2 separate regions of the Mus musculus genome follow, and region 2 is linked to region 1. The links are chromatin contacts, called in public ChIA-PET maps. All regions are on one chromosome and are shown on one strand. The core of a region is the stretch at or near the end of the contact, and the rest is flanking DNA. Distances in the headings are between cores, read along the strand shown.

Region 1 (6,208 bases), core at 1,614-4,113:
ATAATACTCTGGAGAATTTAGTATACACGATCACAATCGTGTGATAAAAATGCAGTCAAGAGCCGGGCAGTGGTGGCGCACACCTTTAATCCCAGGCTTGGGAGGCAGAGGCAGGCGGATTTCTCAGTTCCAGGCCAGCCGGGTCTAAAGAGTAAGTTCCAGGACACTCGGGGTTATACAGAAAAACCCTGTATCTTAGTCAGGGTTTCTATTCCTGCACAAACATCATGACCAAGAAGCAGTTGGGGAGGAAAGGGTTTATTCAGCTTACACTTCCACATTGCTGTTCATCACTGGAGGAAGTCAGGACTGGAACTCAAGCAGGTCAGGAAGCAGGAGCTGATGCAGAGGCCATGGAGGAATGTTCTTTACTGGCTTGCTTCCCCTGGCTTGCTCAGCATGCTCTCATAGAACCAAGACTACCAGCCCAGAGATGGCACCACCCACAAGGGGACCTCCCCTGTTGATCACTAGTTGAAAAAAATGCCTTACAGCTGAATCTCATGGAGGCATTTCCCCAACTGAAGCTGCTTTCTCTGTGATAACTCCAGCCTGTGTCAAGTTGACACAAAACTAGCCAGTACACCCTTTCTCGAAAAACCAAAAAAAAAAAAAAAAAAAAAATTGCAGAGTCAATTTCTCATCTGTGAGACAAGCAAGGAAAGACTGCATGCCATGAATCATAAGGCAGTATGATGAATGACCTCTGGTTCAAAGTGTCAACTGATACCGCTGAATTTGGCAATAAGGTAATGTTTACAACCCTCAAAAGGAAGGTAAAAGGAATGCTATCAGCTTCACCTGAAAGGTAGGTTGCAGAAACTGTAACATATCAGATGACAGGCCTAAACTCATTGTCATATGAACAAGAGGAAACTCAAGACTAAACTGCAAATTTATGTGTTTCAGATCAGGCAATTTCTGAATGATGGATGAAATCTTAACTTCAAATACTTCCCATGAAAAAGTTCCTAGCTGCCTCCATGGTTACTATGAGTCAGCAGAGCAATATTCCAAAGAGAAAGTGTGGTGTGTGTGTGTATATGCATGTGTGGGGGAAGGGGGGTTAACGGGGGAGGGGGGGGATATTAATTTGCAACAGGATCCAAAGCAAAGAACCAACCTAAACCACGGAAATGCCGAGCCACTTCCACAATAGTCTACTCACTTTGCCATCCCAGAGGGCAACAGGGGTTAAACAGGATTAGAAAAACACAAAGCAAGGCCCAAGAAAGAACTGAAAATGGGCAGGGGAAAGAAGCAGTCAACAGCCACCCAAGAAAATGTTCACATTTTGTAGCTCCAAAAATCAAGACTAACATTAATAACCATGTCCTCCAAAAACTCAAATCAGAGAAACCTAAGCCAGCTGAAGAATCCATGCGAAGGGCAGGGTTGGAACAGGCTCAATCTATCAACCTCTAAATTTCGAATGAAAAAAAGGTTCACCTCCATGTGACTGAATATTTCATATGCGGCAATGACTAAGAAGGACTATAGGTAATCAAAATAGTCCTGAAACTAATTTGACCACTGGTCTAAAAATTCATAAAACATATGTTAGAACTGCGATGGTTTTTAAAAGTGCAAAGAACTCAAAATATTCAAAATGAAAACTTCATTTGCTTCAGGTATAAGGGTCATCACTGCGGTCGACTAAAGCGAAGCGAGGAAGGTTAGGTATTATATGACCATGTCTTTTGGGGGTTCAAAGTCAGTCCTGAAAACAAAAGGGGTTATTTTGTTCTTTGGGCATTTTGAGTGAGGATCTCACACAGTAGCCCATGCTTGCTACTTTCTGCCGCCATCTGCCTCAAACTCTTGGGCGCGAAGCTAAAACGTTTTTAACGTAAATAAAAGTTTTACGTAAGGTTCTGAAATCCTAGATCACCAGTCCTCAGATCAGAGCGAGCTGCGAGCAGAAAAGCCCCTCCCCTCCCCTCCATGCTTAAAAGGACTTCTAGGCTAAGTCCCCCTGGAAGCGAATTGCTCTGTACACGCTGTCCATCCGGAAGGTGCTGCGCGACTCCCGCAAGACTCTGAGCGAGAACGACCTACGCACTCCCTGTCTAGCAAGGTCAGCCCTGCCGGGGTCACCCGGGGACGCGCAGGCTGCCGCGCGCACTGCGGCGGGACCAGCGCCGAACTTGCGGCGGATGCGCATGCGCAGCGGGCCCCGCAGTGGGCAACAGCGGGAGACCCGGGACCGAGGCCACGTCACGGCGGAGGCCCCGGGGGCGGGGCCTCGCGCAGACTATGGGCTCCCCCCGCGGCACCGCCCCCACGTGTTCCTCCGGCCCCGGGTAATGTGGGTCGCCCCGCGGCCTCACGTGTCTCCGCCCGCCACCACCCAGCTCGCATTATGTAATGCTGCGTCACTCGCCCGCGCAGCCAACCAGCGCCCGCGCCGCCGAACGTAAACACACCGTGCACGTGGCCAGTGCGGCAGGGCCATGTGAGGGGGGCGTCCGGCGCGCGGGGAGCCCGAGTGCGGGATCCCAGCAACCCCACGCGAGATGGACGCACAGACACGCATCCCTGACCCCCGAGCCTCCCTCCTACATTTACCTGCGTTCAGCTCCATGGCGCTGGACAGGGTGCGGCCCTCACCGCGCCGCCCGGGACTGCAGGCGGTGGCGCTCGCGGGCCCACATCATGAGCACCGGGTGCGGGCGGCTCCTGGGGGCCGCACGGCACAAGCGCGGCACAGCAGTTTCCTGTGGCAGGGCTCGGCAGCGGGCACGGCAGCTGACCTGGAGGGCTCCTCGACCATGTGATCCGCGCACACCCCCCTCCTCCGCCGCCGCCGGCGGTGCGGTGACTCCGCCCGCTCCTCCTCCTCAGGCCGCCCGCTCCTCCTCTCCTCGACTCTCCCGCTCCTACCCTTGGCTCCGCCCACTTCCTCTATACAGGCTCCGCCCCCAACGAGCGGTCCTGACCTCTTCTTCCAATCCGTGGACCCACCAGCCCCTCCCCAGACACGCCCTCTCCTTTTCCCTCCATTCCTTACACTCTGGCTCTGGACTTTCCCTTCTCCCGGCTCCGCCCCCTCTGTTTGGATACGTCTCTCCCTGGACTTGGCCCGTCGGCCCCGTCCCCTCCCGTTGCTCCTGTTCAAGCCTCGCCCCTCTGCCATGCCGGGCCCGGCCTTCCTCCCAGCACCGACCCCGCCCACTTCACCTCACCCCCCTCCCTCCTTCCCAGCCTGTCTCGCAGCCGCTTATCCCTTGCCTGCAGATCTCCCGCTGCTAGAGGTTGTTTGCTCCCTCCTCCCTAGCACAAGCCAATCTGGTCACCTCCATGGTCCCACATGGTTACTGCCGCCAAGCTTTCCAGGACTCTGAGCTTGACTGGCGTCTCCTGCCCAACGCTCTCAACATCTAGCTTCCGGAGTCAACCCTTCATTTTCCTATCACCTTAGGTGTTTTATCCAGGCTCATCACCTAAATAAACCTGTGTTGTGGTGATCCTCACATTCACATTTCCAGCGAAAATCTCAGCTCTGGATTCCCATATCCATCAGCGGGTTAGGAATGTCCCTTGACCTCTCTCTCATTTAGGATGTGTACATGCATTTTTAGAACTCAGCAAAAGTATACTACAGACTGGTGCATTTCACCTTGCATGTAAATTTTCTAGCAAACTGAAAATGGAAACAAATTAGATACGTGCTTGAGGTGAATCCAGGAAGATGTGCTTTAAGGTATATATTTTAAATGAGCTAACAGATATTGGCACCGATAGGACAGTTTATATGAAATTTTAGGCTTTGGGTATGACCGTTGCAAAATGCATCCCAGTTTGCCCAGGAATATTTAGGTATAGAATGTTGGAGCATGTCGTAAGATAGACAAGTTTACATGTGAACATTTCCCCACTTTCCACCAATAGCAATCTTTTCTGTTAGCTAATCAGCCTGAAATCAGCAATTTAAACGTTTCTAACAGGCGAGAAATCGCTGCTTTTTATACTCTATTTCATCCTTAGCAAGTTGAGCTAGACTACCCTCACAATACCTCTGCTGTTCTCCCCCCAAACACATCTGGGGTGGGAGCCATGGCTGTGAGTCTAGATCCGGTCTAGCCTGGGCTGCTGCAACAACTCTGGAGTCGGCTCCAACAGTCTTTTCTCCCCAGCAGTTATTTTTAAAACAGTAAATAGACCCTATGACTCTGCCTCAACACTGAAAAACTCCACGGTCTTCCCCTAATCTGCTCAGCTGAGTAAGAACTCTGCCCGGGTCTCATAAGGTCTCTGACCCAGATGTCCTCTACTTCCTTGCCTCCAGGCTTAATCATCCTCACAGGATATCAGTGCAGGTTTCCCAGCTTCTATTGCAGCTTGCCTTTGCATATGGGGTATCAACTACCATCTACCTCAAGTAAAATGAGGTTAATGCAAACGTTCTAGAAAGAAAAATCACAAGTGGGTCATGCTCTTAAAGGGCTGTCTAGTGTATGATAGCAACTACATGGCATTTGGCATAGCAAAACTACAAGTAGGTGGAAAAGAAAATCACTAGTTGCTAGGCATCATCAGAAAAGAGATTAAAACACTGAGCACAGAGGACAAGGAAACTCATTCTGTATAACACTGTGGCACAGAATACAAGTGAATGTGTCTGTCACAAAAACAGGGATGTCTAACATCAGGAGTTAACTAGCTTTGGTGGTAATGACATGCCCATGTGCCCCTGTGGGGCAGAATGTTGACTGTGGGACAAGTTACATCTCTGTGGAGAACAGAAGGTACATAGGAACTCTTAGTAATTCCCATCCAGTTTTGCTGTGAAAACAGATAGAAGATAGATAGATAGATAGATAGATAGATAGATGGATGGATGGATGGATGGATGGATGGATGGATAGATAGATAGATAGATAGATAGATAGATAGATAGATAGGAAGGAAGGACATTAAGTCTCAAACCAGAACAAATGGCTATAATGGTTCTAAACTGAGGTGCCTATTTAACATGAAAATGGGCCTGGTCACCAGGTTCTCCCAGCATCCTTCAGTCCCTCCTTCTTACAGGGTATGGCTTGCATATCCTACCCACCACCATAGTCTCCAGCCCAAAGTCTGGGCTTCCCTTTTCCCTAGCTGCCCTTCCCAATATAATCCAGCCATTTTGGTTAACCGGCCCTTTATTCTCTGATAGTAACATACATACATACATACATACATACATACATACATACATACATCCACACATGTTTAAATTTTTAAAATAATCAAAATGGAAAATATTTCTCAAGAATATAAGCCTGACTCATCAATAATAATATGGGTAAAAAATAAAGCCTGTGCCTCAGCCTCCAGGCTTTTAAGACTGCAGACTTCCAGTACTAACAGCTCTTCCAGAAGACCTGGGTTTGATTCCCAATACCCACATGGTAGCTTTACAACATCTGTGACTTCAGTTCCAGGGGGTTTAACATCCTCTTCTGGCCTCTGCATGCATTGCAACGCTGTGGTACACACATATAAACAGGCAATGCCCATATACTAATAAAAAATAAATTAAGAAGCCTGACTCTTTCCTCCAGAGGTTTGCAGTAACTATCAGAGACAGAGAACTCTAAGCAAGGCCTGTGACTATACACTACTAGCCACTGGAATCTCATTGTACTTCTTACCACAGAAACAACATCCATACCATGTTTTCCCAGAGTGCCAGGCTGCAACGAGAATTGCTTTTTCCACTGTGCTGTCTTTGAACTGAGCCTCAGCTGTTAACACTGTGGTGTTTGTGGCTTAGCCTCTAAATTCTCAGACTACTGACAGCAGGTGTATGCTTACTCCATTCATACTTTCTTCTACCCACAACTCAGCTGAATGATGCTGTCCTCAGAAGTTACCTCCTGAGGTGCCGTAGACTGGACTCAGTGGGTCCCTCAACCCACGGGAACCAGGGTTTCGGTGTTCAGGTGAGCAAGGAGTTGGCGGAAAGTGACAGACACTGACACAGAGAGAGTGCTGTATCTGAATGTAATTTCTCAAAGCGAGCATCAGACTTATATTACAGAAGGAAGCAAAGAAGTTAGGTGACACATCAGCCAAGGTATATTGAAGTTATCTGACACAAAACAGAGAAATGCATACATAAAGACTGACAGGGAGTTCGGGACTGGCTGTGCGGACTCAGAGGTTCCCATGGGAGCTTAGCTATTGAGAAGATGGTGGACCACTTGGCAAACAAGGAGGT
Region 2 (6,208 bases), core at 1,729-4,228, 430 kb after region 1:
CATCCAAAAGCTGACACCATTGCATACACTAGCAAGATTTTATCGAAAGGACCCAGATGTAGCTGTCTCTTGTGAGACTATGCCGGGGCCTAGCAAACACAGAAGTGGATGCTCACAGTCAGCTAATGGATGGATCACAGGGCTCCCAATGGAGGAGCTAGAGAAAGTAGCCAAGGAGCTAAAGGGATCTGCAACCCTATAGGAGGAACAACATTATGAACTAACCAGTACCCCGGAGCTCTTGACTCTAGCTACATATGTATCAAAAGATGGCCTAGTCGGCCATCACTGGAAAGAGAGGCCCATTGGACACGCAAACTTTATATGCCCCAGTACAGGGGAACGCCAGGGCCAAAAAGGGGGAGTGGGTGGGCAGGGGATTGGGGGTGGGTGGGTATGGGGGACTTTTGGTATAGCATTGGAAATGTAAATGAGCTAAATACCTAATAAAAAATGGAAAAAAAAAGAATTATATAGCATTGGGGACAGGGGTCAGAATATCCAGGATGGGCAAAGGACATGAAGGATTAAGGTACCAGATGCCTCATTAGCTCAGAGAAGCATTTCAGGAATCTCAGGTGCTATCTGAATGGTTTTTTTTAGGGAGTAAGGAAGTTGAATCTTAACCAAGGCTATGTGACATTCCACAGGTAGAGGTGTGGAGGTTAAGATCAGAGAAGGGAAAGCCCTGCTAGTGAAGGAAGTCCTCCATTTTTGCTCCAAGCCCCGAAGGCTATCTAGACAATAGTAGACTTTGCATCAATAGTTGATATCATTAAGATGTTAAACAGATTTCCTATCTAGATTGACACACTGCTCTAAGGGAGAGTCATTCTAGACCACTGTAATCACCCCACAGTTCAAGTATACTCAACATTTAAGACTTTGGAGTAAAGAATTAAATGCCCTCTAACAACAGATTAATGAGCCAACTTATCATCAGTGATCTAAGACACCCAGTGAACATTCTCTACTCCCGGCTCAGTCACTTACCCTCATAGACTATGCCCACTGCTCCTGCCAAGCTAAGCACTTCTGCTAGAGTTGGTTGTGCTTTTCTTGCTAGTGACAGGCCAGGCATTTATGACCAACCCGAGATGCAGATTAGCTATGAGAATGATTCACAAACCTCTTGCTTGGGAACAGGACCCAGGGTCAGTTTGCAGACTCTGTGCATTTTAACTGATCATGAACACTGTAATCTTTACAATAATCTTTGTAGTCTGAAAGCCCTGATTCTTTCCCCTGATGCATCTATCCACAATGGTTTATGTTCACATACAGTTCCCAACAATCTGAAGCATATGCAGCATACGAAGTACAGAAAGTGTTAATAATGAAAATATAAAGTTGAAATTAATACAATATAGTGACAACAACATGGAAACATTTCTAAATTATGCTATGTAACAATATAATGCTTCATCCTGAATGATGCTAAGCTTGTATTATTAAAAATGCTACAATGGATTTCAAATAAATTCCATAGTGGGATATTTAAGACAGATCACTTGAGCTCACTCCTAAGTTTACATGACAACCAGAGCTCGATGACATTAGAGTTTGTTATAATTTCAGAAAACTCAACACAATAGGAGAAAATCACATTTAATATAAATATCACATCAGCGTCTCACATTATTCTTGAGGTAGCAGTTTTATTGCAGTACTTGGAGTTTTTAGAATATGTAATGCAATCAAGACATTTCAATCAGAATATGTTAACTTCATATTCAAGATGTAATATACTTCAAATAGCATGATTATGGGAAATAGAGTGTATTTGTTTAATACTAAAGATATTTGCCTGGGGCTGCTGATGAAAAGCCATGAGTAATTGTGCTTTATCCCAGCAACCACACTATATCACACATGCTAGTCATTATCTATTATCTGTATAGCATTTTAATAAGTCACACTCGTGATAACACAGGATACTGTGTGTGGAATTATAAAATTAATATCAGTAGGTAAAAAAAAATTATATCCATTTCCCCCATGTATTTGAGAGAGAAGAACTAAGAACAGAATCTATCTGAACACACTGAGGAAAATCTGAGGGTTGTTCATTTAATTTATTAATGAAACTGACCAGGAAATGATCAAGCCTCAGGTTTTCCTCAGTGTGGTTGTAAATGGATTCTGCTTTTAATTCTTCTCAGAGGTTACAAGATCATGAGTGAAAGGACACAACTTCACATGAACAAGATAGAGCACCTTACCTTTTGCATTCTTATGTCTCTCCCAAGAATGTCCACACCTTCAGTTTCCCTAACAGGCCTCTACATTTGGTGTATCTGAGCTTTACTATCTTTTAGGGCCAAGCTGCTGTGTCCTGAAGACCTATAGGTGCCACCCACTGACCTCCCCCCCCCCCCGCCCCCTTAAAGCTGGCACCAATGAGGCTTAAAGATGTAGTTGAGGCTTTAACCATATCTGGAGTTCAGCTTTCCTTATTTGTCTGGCTTTTATACTAATTCCAACCATGTATCAGCTGACAATTCAGTGGCTCAAACTACCAACTTGGCAGACTTGGCTCAAATACAAACAGTTCAGAAGTGTCACAACTGAGTTGTGGCTGCATGTCATGGCTGTGCTCTGTGAGCAGTGGCTGTGTCACTTTACCTCCCTGTCAGGGGCACCTTATGTGAAAAGCAGAAATGAGCATCTGACTTTACTGAAGCCCACTAGAACTGGAATGAGGGTGGAGAAAAAGCTTTCAACTGTCAGAAGAAAACTGTTTGCTCCAAAGTATGTGTTCTCCTTTTCAAACTCTATATGCTAACCAAGAATACATGAATTGGCAAAGACAACGTGAAAGAAGGGGGCTTCCTTCTGCCCTGTGGTCTCACAGGGCACAGAGACTCTAAGGCTCACACAATCAAGAAAGGAGACAGTTCTATCAGCCTGTGAACCTTTCCCAGGAGCTTCATGCACAATCTGCTTACATGTTGGGCTTGTGTGGCACATCTGGGACAGGAAGTGGGTTACCACAGAGGGCCTGGGTGTGTGTAGACAGTTCCCCAGCACACAGCTCCATTCCCCTCCTCTCCTGTGCAAGTTGTGGGTAGTTTTAAGTGTTGTTTCATCATGGTCATGGTTCATTTACCCCCACTTGATTTCTCATAATTACAATTTGGAGGTGAGCTAAAAGTTATCACAGTGCAATGAATTATGGGGGAATTTACAATGTCTATTAGTTTTATCACTTGTAATTTTCATCTTTGATCTTAATTTACCTGGGTAGGCTTACAAAAGAGAAAAAAAATTCATTTTATTACAAAAACAAAAACAAACAAACAAAAAAACCCAAAAAACCTGAATAGTAAAATTCATTTAGGGAAGAGAGCTCTTCAGAGGCAAGGAGTAGATGTGCTTGGTAAGAAGAGCGCATCTGGCAAACCCTGAAAGCAAACAGGCAAAAATGTGTGCCCTCAGACCTGGGTTCAGTTTAAATACACATGCCCAAGTAAGTAAGGTGGAAAACTGAAGGCAAATAGACATCTATTGGAAATCATCATTTACAGAACAATGAGATGGAATCTGAGTGATCACAGCCCATCCAGTTCACCAACATTCCTTCTCCCATTTGATAAACAGGAACCCTATTCCTATTAGCTGAGCTTGTGTAGTCACACCTTGATGCCACTCCTTTTCTTTGCTAATGAAGCTTCTTGAATCTCAGAAAGAACTGAAAACAAACTCTGCCTTAGGCCTGGATTAGGCATGCTACACCAAGCAGGGAAATACCAGGCAGTCCCGAATTTTGGGGTCAGAAACTGCACAGAAATGCTACACCTTTAACTGTATAAAACGCATCACAATGTATGTCACATACTCCCCCAGGCCCTTCCTAATGCTTCTAAGGGTCAGAATTTGAATGTAAATACTTTATACAACAACATGAAAATGTGTTTAATTCTAGCATGTATATCCATATGCCTACAAGAATTGGCTTAGCAGCTTGGGTTTTTTCTTAGTTCATGTACAGTTATAGAAGAGCTGTTACTCTAAGTGCACTGTCTCAATGTGACTTCTTGTGGGATGCACATCTAGACAGCACCTGCAGAGGAAACAACCTGCTGAGTACAGGCTGAACACTGTGCATGGTCTGCTAGGAGGTGACCTTTCCCCTGCTGTAAGAGAACCCATTGTGAAGAATGCTCATTTCCCAGCATGATTTGCTCCCCTCCTCTAACCTGCCAACCTGTCTTAGGTTTCCTCACAATTTATTCTATAGTTTTTGGTCTTTTTTATAGCTTTGGATGAGATTCAAATTACAACACAGAACATGAAACTTAAGCAAGTAATTCTTTTTCTAACTTCTTTGTTTTGTTTTTCTAATATAATAAACTCCAAGAAATTCTACTATAAAATAATAACCAATAGACACATCATGTAGACAAGAATTCTAATGTACTTAAAATTAATTTTTAGAGCAGTTAATGTGTGTCTTAGTTAGGGTTTCTATTACTGTGATAAACATCATGACCAAAAGCAACTTGAAAGAGCTATGGGTTTATTTCATGTTACAGCATGTAATTTATCATCCAGGACAGGAACTCAAACAGGGCAGGAGCCAGAAGGAAGAGGCAGATGCAGAAGCCATGGGGAATGCTGCTTACTGGCTTGCTCCTCATTGCTTGCTCAGCTGTTTTCCTTTAGAACCCAGGAGAATACCAGCCCAGGGGAGATGCCACCCATTGTGAGCTGGGGCCTCCCACATCAATCAATAAACAAGAAAATGCCCCCACAGACTTGCTCTTAGGCCAGTCTGGTAGAGGCATTTTGTCACTTGAGGCTCCCTCTTCCCAAATGATTCAAGCTGGTACTAAGTTGATATAAAACTAGCCAGCACAATGGCCATCTAAAAATATATTATCTCATGGAAAGAAATCAAAGCAGAACAAAAGTGAGGAAAACATATCTCTTCACCTCTCCTATGGATTCTAGTGGCCTGCTATGCTCACAGGTTAAACTTACAATTAGTGAGATGATTATGCTTATTTCGTAAATATCTCAGAAATGTGCTCCTCTATGAAGCTGAAGAGTTGAGGAAACAGTACTCTGAGGACACCTTACAGCACAGCTCTTATTCTCTGGATTGGGAGCTGTCATCACTGCTATGTGGCTGGGAAGGATGGTTGGCACTGTGTTCTTGCACCAGGGAGCGAACACATCTGAAATGGAGAACAGCAGTATTTGTCTCCAGAAGAGAACTGGGTCTGAGGATTAGAGAAATCTGTACTAACCAGTGTACTCATTGGTTTATAAAGCTGTTTATCAGCAGTATCTCATTTAACACTCACTATGACTTTGAAGGTTCTTCAGACTCAAAGAAGCACACAGTGGGAGCTTTAAATATCCCAGTTATAGGTGTGCACACCTCAGTTCTAACTTATCCAATTTTCATAGGAGAAATTACTACATTAAAAAAAGGACAGTGCTCAACAAATCTTAGTTTTTCTTTTAGAATTTCTTTTATTTTTAATTAAGTCATAATTTTGAGATGGCCTTCATGTATCTTAGCCAAGCACGACCTTGAATTTGAGATCCTCCACAGATTATAGATGTAGGCTACCACACTCAGTTTATGTGGTGCTGGAATAGAGCCCAGAGGTTCATGAGAACCTGGGAAGCACTCTGTGAAAGGAGGGCTGTGGCACAGTTCCCAGGCCTCTCAGCCCTTCTTTGGTTAGTACCTGGGGATTTTGTTCTGTCTTACTTCCTTTTTTTTTTTTTTTTTTTTTTTTTTTTTTTAAGACAGGGTTTCTCTGTATAGCCCTGGCTGTCCTGGAACTCACTTTGTAGACCAGGCTGGCCTCGAACTCAGAAATCCGCCTACCTCTGCCTCCCGAGTGCTGGGATTAAAGGCGTGTGCCACCACGCCCAGCTTACCTACTTTAAACTATATTTATCACAACCTCCATAAAAAAAATAAAGATGTAGTGCATTTTTGTAGTGTGCTCATCACAACAATCAGGAATTAGACTTAATAACAGTGTTTCCAGTAGAAATGATGAACTTTATTTATTTATTTATTTATTTATTTATTTATTTATTTGGTTTTTCGAGACAGGGTTTCTCTGTGTAGCCCTGGCTGTCCTGGAACTCACTCTGTAGACCAGGTTGGCCTAACTCAGAAATTTGCCTGCCTCTGCCTCTGTCTCCCAAGTACTGGGATTAAAGGCGGGTGCCACCACTGCCT

The links. ChIA-PET counts read pairs in DNA pulled down with a chosen protein or histone mark.
Region 2: an RNA polymerase II ChIA-PET map of memory CD8 T cells shows a contact between it and region 1, with 8 read pairs. The contact joins the enhancer-like site here to the promoter of Nr1d2 in region 1. A contact is called at or near these places in 1 of 39 promoter capture datasets (pre-B cells) and 2 of 115 datasets of contacts at active chromatin or transcription factors (double positive thymocytes and memory CD8 T cells).

Annotation. Positions count from the first base shown.
Region 1 is chr14:18,236,243-18,242,450 of GRCm38.p6, forward strand. It overlaps Nr1d2 (nuclear receptor subfamily 1, group D, member 2), which reads right to left and starts at 2,864. Exons shown (of 8, transcript NM_011584.4): 1 at 2,569-2,864. The coding sequence starts at 2,584. It also overlaps the pseudogene Gm7084.
Region 2 is chr14:18,662,838-18,669,045 of GRCm38.p6, forward strand. All of the region lies in intron 3 of Ube2e2 (ubiquitin-conjugating enzyme E2E 2), which reads right to left. Among named protein-coding and RNA genes, the nearest start is that of Gm22499, 150 kb to the right of the region's middle. Within about 2 kb of position 2,979, at least 63 of the 459 cell types and tissues checked have an H3K27ac peak or open chromatin away from gene starts, as enhancers often do. A contact at or near this core is called in double positive thymocytes and memory CD8 T cells, where this site is marked.